2 separate regions of the Danio rerio genome follow, and region 2 is linked to region 1. The links are chromatin contacts, called in public Micro-C maps. All regions are on one chromosome and are shown on one strand. Each heading gives the region's core, a stretch centred on a gene start, on an enhancer-like site or on the middle of the called end of the contact. The rest is flanking DNA. Distances are from core to core; before and after follow the strand shown.

Region 1 (5,253 bases), core at 1,776-4,275:
TTGAATTTAGAAATTCCAGTATCTTGACAAAACTACACCTTAGTTAATTTGTTTGTAGCTTTGTATCACATTGGATAACAACTCACAATATAAAATTAATCATATTTTTTAGATTTGAAGACATGCAGACAATTACATTTTCAAAAAACAAACAGAAACTGCAAATCAGGAGAGGAGATAGGAGGCTCAAGAGGTATGATATGGCTCACAACAGACTAGTAAATGAGAAGTGGGATAATTAATTAATGTTTTTATTTTTCCTTTTTGGTGTTACAAGTCACAAAGCTTCAAAATTTATTGCTAAAAGTCAACTCAAAAGCCCTATTTATTATTAAACCATTTATAAATCTATTATAAAAGTAGATTACCTTTTGAAAGTAGTGGTATTTTAGCGGGGTGAATTAGAACATTATAATTTTTTTATTGGGGGGGGGGGGGGGGGGTCTTTGGGGCTAAGCCCCTTATCCCTTTTGACCCTAGCAACGCCCCTGGGCTAGGCTACTAGAGTTTTTAAACAATACAGGCAGGGGTGCCGCAAGGGGTGAGAGGAGGATGGGGGAGTTAGAACGATTGTAAGGGACCACTTCGTTTTGGGGCCCCCATAGATACTATTATAGGGGCCAACCAGAACCACAACCGATAACAGCCCCCACCACCCCGCTAGCCACCCTCCTCCTCCTCACTCGACACCCACGAAATGTTTTCACAGGGCAGCGGGACTCCTTCATACACTAGTAAAGTGTATTATATTGTAAATGTTATAGCAGTGGTTCTCAAACTGTGGTACGTGTACCACAAGTGGCACGCAGGCTTCCTTCTAGTGGTATGCGGATGAATCACTGAATAATTTATGTAAATTAACACACTTTTAACCCTTGACGCATAGGATAACAACAATGTGATCAGGAAATTGATTCTAATAGGCTAAACCTTTTATTTTATTAGTTTATTATGTAATCTATCATTTGAAGCTAATCCTCTCCCCATATTTGTACTGGTTGTTGAGGGCGTATCCCGTATTTTTATATCCAAAAATTGACAGGTATGGTTTGATGACTTGCTTTTGTGACACACAAAGCCTATAACACGCAGTAAGCAGATCTAATTTCTAAATTAAATATGTAAATCCAAATCATACATTTAAGGTTAATGTTTAGATTTCAAAGACATACAAGTAAATCACATGCAATATCTATTTAAATAAAAAAAAAAAAACATTTTATATATGAATATGATCACAAATAGCCTATATTTATGAGGTCCAAGGAACATTTCCAAGTTTTTTTTTATGACTAGGCCACTATATGTTAATTCTTTCCATTTAAATACAGCAGTTTTATTTTCATATTGAAGAACAGTGCCATTTTAATTAACTTTTAGAAGCATATTTTAATTTAAACATTTTTTTTTACCACCTGTAAGCATAGGGCAGTGTTAACGTTCAAGTTATTATGTTTAAAATGGCTGACAATAATAAATATTTATAATAATAGAAATTAATCTGCCTCATTTTTTAACTGTTTAGCTTTGGCTGCTTAATTAGGCATACTACGCTACGGGATTTCAATATATTATGGTAGTACTTGGAGAGACATTTTTTTCTGAGGTGGTACTTAGTGGAAAAAAGTTTGAGAACCACTGTGTTATAGTATTTACATCACTTTGTTAATAAATGCTAGTGAATGCAAATTTACAAATTGACAAGTGTATGTACAGGTATATACAACGTCATATGTGCAGCTGTAATGTGCAAATTTGCATGCAAAGTGTGCTGTTAAATAAGTGTATACGTGTATAACAAGTATGCAAGTAGTGATGTTTGTTCCACAATTATTATCATCAAGTGTTCATGAGATGGATTGCCTGAGGGAAGAAACTGTTTCTGTGTCGGGCTGTTCTGGTGCGCAGTGCTCTGTAGTGTCGACCAGAAGGTAAAAGCTCAAAGAGGCAGTGTGCTGGGTGTGAGGAGTCCAGAGTGATTTTGGCAGCCCTTCTACTCGCTCTGGATAAATTACAGTTCTTGGATAGTAGGGAGGGTTGTAGCAATGATTTGCTCAGCAGTCCGAACTATTCGACATAGCCTTCGAAGGCCAGATGTAGTGCAGATGACTGATTCAATGATGGAGGTGTAGAACTGTTTCAGCAGCTCCTTTGGGAGATTGAACTTCCTCAGCTGACGAAGAAAGTACAGCCTTTTATTACTAGTTCTTCCATGTTTGAATTACTACAAGAGATTATTTCAAGCTCTAAATCACTATATTAGCTCAAATAAAGGACTTATTAGTATATTTCATGTGTGTTTAGATTGCAGAAACACTAATAATCTGTCATTACAGGATTTTGTGCTCATAATAAATTGTGTTTATTTGAAATATACACAGGATGATTTTAGAGATAAATATGTGATTGAACATATGTTTGCAAAAAAATGACATGTTGGTTAATGGTAAATAAAAAAAACACATTATAATATATTTATTTACAATCAAATACATTTAAATTGAATCATTGTAATGTTTTCAATAAAAAACAAATAATCTGAATGTTTAGTTATGTTGTTGTTATGATGATAGTTTTATTAATCAAGTGTTTAACACAAGTCTAGTTTAGAAATGTAAATGTGCATGTTATAAATACGAAAGTACATTTAAAATATTAAAATAACATTAATATATATTAATTAAAACGATGCATTTTAATTGTATTTTTAGAATATAAGAATGCATGATACCATGATATAATATCTATATTGCATAATCGTTTAGCTAAAATTAAAAATAATATAATATCTTAAATAACTTACCAACCAACCAACCAAGCAAGTAAATAAATAAATAAATAAATAAATAAATAAATAAATAAATAAATAAATAAATAAATAAATAAATAAATAAATAAATAAATAGAGTGTTGAAAAAGAAAGAAAGAAAGTACTATGCTACTATTATATTTTGGAGAATACCACGTTACTCTTGGATATACGTAGTTCGTGTTATTATAATGTCACTGTTCATGTTGTACAGTAACGTTAACTGTTCCTCGTCCTTTCTGATCCTCTCGAGGACCCGTAGCTGCTCACTTTTTCCTCCACGTCAGCTGCTTCTGCGCACTGCTTTCATCCACAGATACATCAAGTTTCATCCCCTGCTGAACGGACAGTCAAATCTTTCCTAAAGTGACAATTATCGCATGGAGTGATGTTTAAAAAGCTGAAGCAGAAGGTTATAGACGAGCAGTCGCCTCAGCGGAGCAGCGCGCAGCCGCAGGTCAGTGCACTTTACCCATGTAGCATGTATGCTAACAAAACAAAACAAACAACATCAAGTATATTGTTCACTGACAGTTTAACACTCGTATTAGTATAATATAGATATAAAGTATAGTGTTAGCTTTTAGGATCAATGTTAAACTAGATGTTTGTGTATACGCTTACAAAGTAGCACCAAAATATGGTGGTGTCAGATGATTATTATGTGGTACTTTGATTTATTTATTTATACTGTGGTAATGAATGATTGCCACATGATTGCATTCTGATATTTACATGTTACTCCAGGATATTTCCAATAAATCTGATATTTCGTGACATTTGTCATGTATTATAGTGTTGCTGTTAGTCATCTTATTAATATTTGACTTACTGTAACGTTACTAGTGCTATGGTACAGTAATGATTCTCATATCATACAATGGTACTTTTAAATATACGGTAACACGCTATATCTATATATCTATATATATGGGGCATTTAAGTAACTCCCAAAAGTTACCATGATACTGCCATGGTATATGTCCATAAACATGTAATTGTAGCATTTTAGCATTACTTTCTTGTAAATTGATTTATACCACAGTGTTGAAGTTTTTTTGTGTCTGTACCGTTGTACAAATAAAGGCACTGTTCTGAAATTTAAAGGCTTTTTGATCAGATCAGTCATTTTTAATCTGCTGCCTGCCATTGTCACCACTTAATGACCTACAAACCAGCCTGACCTGTTAACCAGACCCAAGAGCTCATTAACATGCTTCCCTAAACAGGTTGAACTTTAACAGATTCTGCTCTAATTAATCAAAATGCAGTAAAACTTCAAAATATATATCCTGCAAAATCTAATACTTATTTTTTTGGATGAAAATAAATAAAAAGCAGCTCCTCAGCATAGTGTAAAATGGATAAATGAACAAATAAATAAATAAATGTTGTCAAAGTAAAATCAGTTTTTTAAAAAAACTTTTTTATTTAAACCACAACAGTTTAAATGTACAAAAATGATTTGATTTAATTATTATTAAACATCATTAAATGCAATTAAAGTGCCTGCTTTATTATTTCTAACAACTTTTGTTGAAAATTATCTGAAACTGTCATTCGATGCAATGGTCTGGACTCTGGAGTTTGATTATGTTATACCTTTAATTTAAGCATATACAATAAGAAGAAGAAGAAAAAAAAACATCAGATTAGATAGTTCAGTAACAGAATTTGAAATAATTTCATGTACAGGTCTGAAGTTTATTAATTTCATTGAATTTCGTTAATTCAGCATGTGGAAACCGATGGTCACAGTTCAAATGTTGAAGTACTGTATCAATAGTAATTTTGCTAATTAAAGAATTAAATAAATAAATAAATCGCTGTCGCTGGGTCACTGGGTCACTGGTTCGAACCTCGGCTCAGTTGGCGTTTCTGAGGGAAGTTTGCATGTTCTCCCTGCGTCCACGTGGGTTTCCTCCGGGTGCTCTGGTTTCCCCCACAGTCCCAAGACATGCGGTACAGGTGAATTGGGTAGGCTAAATTGGCCGTAGTGTATGAGTGTGTGTGGATGTTTCCCAGAGATGAGTTGCGGCTGGAAGGGCATCCGCTGCATAAAAACGTGAGTTGGTGGTTCATTCCACTGTGGCGAGCCCAGATTAATAAAGGGACCAAGCTGACAAGAATGTGAATAAATGAATAAATAAATCTAGAATTAAAATTAAACAAGCTAGCACAATCATATCAATTCAAGTCGATAACCAGCTCTTTGAAATAACAAGCAATGATGCAAGTATTTAGTGTTAAAAGGGATTATATTTGGCAAGATTTAAGACTCGCTCTGTTGCTTGGAATGTATTGCCTAGTTTTAAAGGGATTCAATTTGAGAGTGTTTTTAGAAGGTTAATTAAAAAATGGTTGTTTTACGGTTGGAGCTGAGGGTTTTGTTGTGGTGTGTTGCTGATGATGTGTGCACACCATTTATGATTTGCTTGTTCATT
Region 2 (5,253 bases), core at 1,566-4,065, 200 kb before region 1:
TATTACGGTGGATAATAAAAAATATTATGACGTAAGGCTCAGACAGCATCACCCAACTGTTGGCTTGTGCCTAAACCAGAGGTCACCAACCCTGTTTCTGGAGAGCTACCTTCCTGCAGAATTCAGTCCCAACCCTGATCAAACACACCTGAATCAATTAATAGTACCTAAAGCAGCACTTGATAATTACAAACAGGTGTGTTTGGTCAGGGTTGCCACTGAAATGTGCAGGAAGGTAGCTCTCCAGAAACAGGGTTGGTGACCTCTGGCCTAAACCATTCAGAAACTGAATCCAGTATATGCGACCTTAGGTTCGCGGTCACCTGTTTGCCTTGTTCATATCAGAGATCTGCGCGGGACACTCTCTCATTCACACACACACACACAGAGAGAGAGAGAGAGCACCATGCTCTCTCTCTCTCTCTCTTATTCACACATACACACACAGACAGACATACAGAGCGACACACAGCACCACACGCTGTCTAATTCTCTCTCTCACACACACACACACACACACACACACACACACACACACACACACACACACACACACACACACACACACACACACACACACACACACACACACACACACACACACACACAGCATCCATGCGAATGGATGGCATCCGCGCTCCCTTCCAAACTAAACCAGTTACCGACCGCTCCCGCGTTTTATTCGGAAATTTATTCCTGCACCGCAAGAAATTGGGTCGAATCCCGCAGTACAGCAGCAGAACTATTGCCAAACCTCAGGTCACTTGGTGCCCGACTCGCCATCTTACCTCACATCTCTCTCCTCCACACTGTCCCGAGATGACAATCACACATACCCATTTGTAGGCATTAAAAAAATTGCATTTACTATTTAATACTTGTCTCCTATTTAAGTGCATTGTTTTTTATGATGGTATAACAGTATTGAGACGGACACCGATGCTATTTTTAGATCCCGCGGTATACCATAATACTGACCAAACCTACTTGTTAGCAATACATTTTCACATTTAAAGTTCACAACGAGCAGTAGGAAATTTGCAGAGCGAGAGAAGATTTTCCACTGGTTAATAGATCGCAAATGTTTGGCTTTCTTGGACGGATACAATAAAGTATAAAGGGATAAAAAAAAATTTGTATTTTCCATGCGTCACCACTGGCATAACATTTTCGGTGGTCGAAAATTCAGTACATCTCTAATATCAACACCCTTCTAGATTCTCATGGTTGCCCATTTCTGCTGTGATTGGCTCCTTGATCAATATAGAGTAAAAAGTCCAGAGTTTTCAGTGTTATTGACATAAATTTTATCGCGATTCGATATAATATTGTTTATCAGCCCAGCCCTAAAAAAATATATATACAAAATGTTAAAGAATACAGAACAAATCGTTTAATATTTAGCCTTAATTTTTTTAAAAAATTGTTAAGTTACACCCTGATAAGTTGACCAATTACTAGTTAACGTTACTAGTTTTTGGAGAATCAAATACACTCGGTATTAAAACGGTCACAAAAATTAACAACCGAATAATTGAATCGATTATTACACACTATCAGTTCTTACATCCGAACAAGAAGTGTACTTACACTCGTTTTCCACTCATATTTACCCAATATTGTACAATTAATTAATATTTTTTAGAGTTACAATACATTTACTGTAGTAACGGTTGATCGTTTTGAATAGTGTCTGTAACGGACGCTCGGTCGAAGCCGGTTGTTGCTAGATCCGATGCAGTTGCGGACAGAAGTTGACGAGATTTATATTATTTATTAAATTTCCCATTAATTTTATTAACGTCTACCCCCACCTTAACCCTAAAACTAAACGTCACAGTAATGTAAAACAGTAGTTGTACCGAGTATTATTTATGCTATTTATTAAATTACTCAATAATTCGTATTTTCAAACATCTACGCCTACCCTAAACCCAACCGTCACAGTACTGTAAAAAAAATATTATTTTTGGGTATACATTGTCACAAAAATGATGCTATAGTGATGTGCGTGTCCGCAGCTGTATCCCATCTAGACTTTTATAAAGATCCTCCCCCTTCCATGGAATCTCCCGCCAAACACGCTCAAACAGGCGAAAGTAGCACGTGGAGTGAAATATAACGCGAGTCTCCGGTGAGTTTTCATAATGAAACAGCACACAAGTACTTATAAAAGCACAAAAGTCAAATTATTAAAGTTAAACGTCGTCGTAGTGTCCAAAACATGGTTAAAAGCACCAGTACTGTTCTATTAGCGCAAATAAATATTGCAATTCTTAACGAAATACCACAAAAGTAGCACATAATATGTCTAAATAAGCATGTTTATGTTTTGTGAAGCATCTTTTACTACTGGTGTATCTTATATAGACTTTGTGTTACCATGGTAACCAATCCAAATTCAAATTCCTGTACCTTTCCTTTGTAGTGGCCGCTTTCTCCCCGAATAGCTTTGCGTGTCCGGCTATAGCTTGGGTTTTTGAGGGCGGTTTTGCAGGTGTTTTCTTGCTGTTGACTTTAGCTTCTTCCTTGGGTGAAGTGTTGGATCTGCCCGGCGCATCTCCTTCTGCTGGTGATGGGCTGGATTTGGCCTTCACCGCGAGAGGAGGCGACTTTGAGAAGAAGTTAAAGAGGGAACTTTGCTTTGCCATGTCGTCTTGAAACGTGTTGTTTAGTTATTCCAAATTAATTCATTTCTTCTGTCCCAGCAGACTCAGAACTGCCCTACAGTTGTAGCGGAGCTGAGAGTTCGCGGGAAAGTGCTGCTGACGGCGCACGGAAAGGGAAGAGGAGGATCGTTCGACGTCATTTGCATGTGGACCAATAGGAAGCTCTGTGTATCATTTTACGGTACACTCACGTGGATGATGTGAGTGTTATGTTTTACTTTGTGTTTGTGGTCTATTCTATAATTTTAGAACGTGTGTGATTTATTTATTTATTTATTTTGGTATGTAATCACAACAGAACAAAGATTTAGTCCGCATCATCGTTAGTCCAGCGTTGAGAAAAGTTCTGCCACTTTTCTCCGCGCTGTCAGAATGGACCAATCGCAGACCTCTGTCGTTGTTCTCTCTGAGGAGAGACGGCGAAGAGTTAAAATAAGTGATTTATTTATTTATTTTTGTAAACACTTCGAACGGTGGTCGTGAAATCTTCTCAGTTTTGACAAGTTTGACTTTAAGACTCTGAGGTGTCCGTCTGTGAGTATTATTTGTGTGTGTTTGTTTGTAATGCGAGGGAAGCAGCGCGTTAATTAAAAAAAGCGAACTGATAGACTGCAGATATTTTGTATTATAATATATGTAGTGTTTCTGTCATGTCAGCAGGGTGCAGTGTTGCCTTATTTAACATCACTTCAAATGTGTAGTGTTTTGATCTGTCCTATGATTTTGACCGTGGGTGACAGTCTTGGACCACATTAAAAATATTTTCTTTTTAAATTGATTATGAAGTTTTAAAATGGTGCTTTTCATATAAAAGACATGGTTACTCTGTTAAAATAGTTGGGTTAAATACCCCAACATATAACCCAATAGATTATTGTAGCACCTTCCCAACTATGAGTTATTTTGATTATATGTTATTTTTTCCATTCTGGTATTACTATTGCTACTAGTACTACTAATAGTTTTTAGGTTATGGCTGTGTAAATAAATAACATACAGTTTTCAAAAAATAGTGAAAATGCTTTATTTCCATTACATTTTAGTTCTAGAGCACAGGTGTCAAACTCGGTTCCAAAAGGGCCGCAGCTTGGCACAGTTTAGTTCCAACCCTAATTAAACACACCTGATCAAACTAATTGAGTCCTTCAGGCTTGTTTGAAAGCTACAGGTAAGTGTGTTGGAGCAGGGTTGGAACTAAACTGTGCAGGGCTTTGGCCCTCCAAGAATTGAGTTTGACACCCCTGTTCTAGACACTTTTGTTAAAATAAATTAAGAATCAGAAACAATGAAGAAACAGAACAAAGTGCAGACAGTTCTAAACTGTGCAAGCAGAAAATCCTCTGTTGATGGAGCAGAATGGAGAGCTCTGTGTGCTGTAGACTGTCCAGCAGCTTCACTTGGTGTCCACACTGTACAATACATTTACCCACATCTAAACACTTGTAAAAGATGGTCCTTGATGGTGAAACGGATCAAAAAACCACAACATTGAGAGGTAATTTGATTAAAAAAAACAACAACAACAATATTATTGCGTTAGAGCTTAAATAAACTTCATAACACAAAAAACAAAAATCCTAATTTTTAACCCAACTGGTTATTAAATAAATATCCAAATAAAGGTTAAAAATAACCCAACAAAGCAGAAAGCACCAAATATTTAACTTAACTGGTTGATTTCTTAATAAATAACCAAATAAAGATAAAAAAACAACAACAACAACAAAGCACCAAATATATTTAACTCAACCATTGGGTTAAAAAACTCTTCTTTTTTTTTTCTTTTTTCTTTTTTTTTTTAGAGTGAAAAATCTACATTTTAGATTATTTTTGTTTTTTTACTTTTTGATTGATGCATGTTGTTTACTAGATATAGTTTTTTTATATCACTATTGTTAGATCAAGCTCTCCATGCCAGATAAATAAGGTCTAGCCCCGGACAACAGATCCTGTTAGAAAATGTCTGTTTCTCTGAGTATCCAGACAACAAGCCAAGCCAGCAGAGCCGCCCAATACCCAAATCTGTTAACTAGTATTCAACTGAATTCACAATCTCCTATCTATATAGGAGTTGACTGAGAAAGCCAGAGAGGAGCAGAAGCAGGAGACAAAGTCATGATGATAAAGAGAGAGCAGAGTTTATTGAATAGTCTTAGTTGCGTATGTTTTAATACTCAGACTTCGTCTGACCAGGATAAATAAGTGTTATTATACCACAAGCAAACAGCAATGAATAATTACTGCTTCACAACAGTCCAGTGGCAATACAGAACTTGAAATGGAGACATTCTCTTATCTCTTATGCTTTAAAACTAATGCCACTTAAATCCACACAGTCATAAGATTAGAACATTCATTCATTCATTCATTCATTCATTTTTTTGGCTCAGTTCCTTTGCAGGGGTTGCCACAGCGGAATGAACCTCTGAAATTATCCAGCATATGTTTTATGCAGCGGATGCCCTTCCAGTGGCAACCCAGTATTGGGAAACACCCATACACTCTCATTTAAACACGTTTAGCTCACCCAATTCACCTATAGTGCATGTGTATGGGCTGGGGAAACCGGAGCACCCAAAGGAAA

What was found. Hi-C and Micro-C count contacts between places; a contact is called where the count stands out from the background.
Region 2: a contact with region 1 is called in a Micro-C map of caudal fin, with 6 times the contacts expected there. The contact joins the promoter of msh6 here to the promoter of golga4 in region 1. A contact is called at or near these places in 2 of 18 Hi-C or Micro-C datasets (caudal fin and an unstated tissue).

What each region holds. Positions count from the first base shown.
Region 1 is chr13:51,867,437-51,872,689 of GRCz12tu, reverse strand. golga4 (golgin A4) reads left to right here and starts at 3,025. Exons shown (of 25, transcript XM_073920316.1): 1 at 3,025-3,266.
Region 2 is chr13:52,065,269-52,070,521 of GRCz12tu, reverse strand. It overlaps msh6 (mutS homolog 6 (E. coli)), which reads right to left and starts at 2,815. Exons shown (of 10, transcript NM_182860.1): 1 at 2,416-2,815. The coding sequence starts at 2,651. It overlaps kcnk12 (potassium channel, subfamily K, member 12), which reads left to right and starts at 2,712. Exons shown (of 2, transcript XM_073920348.1): 1 at 2,712-2,869.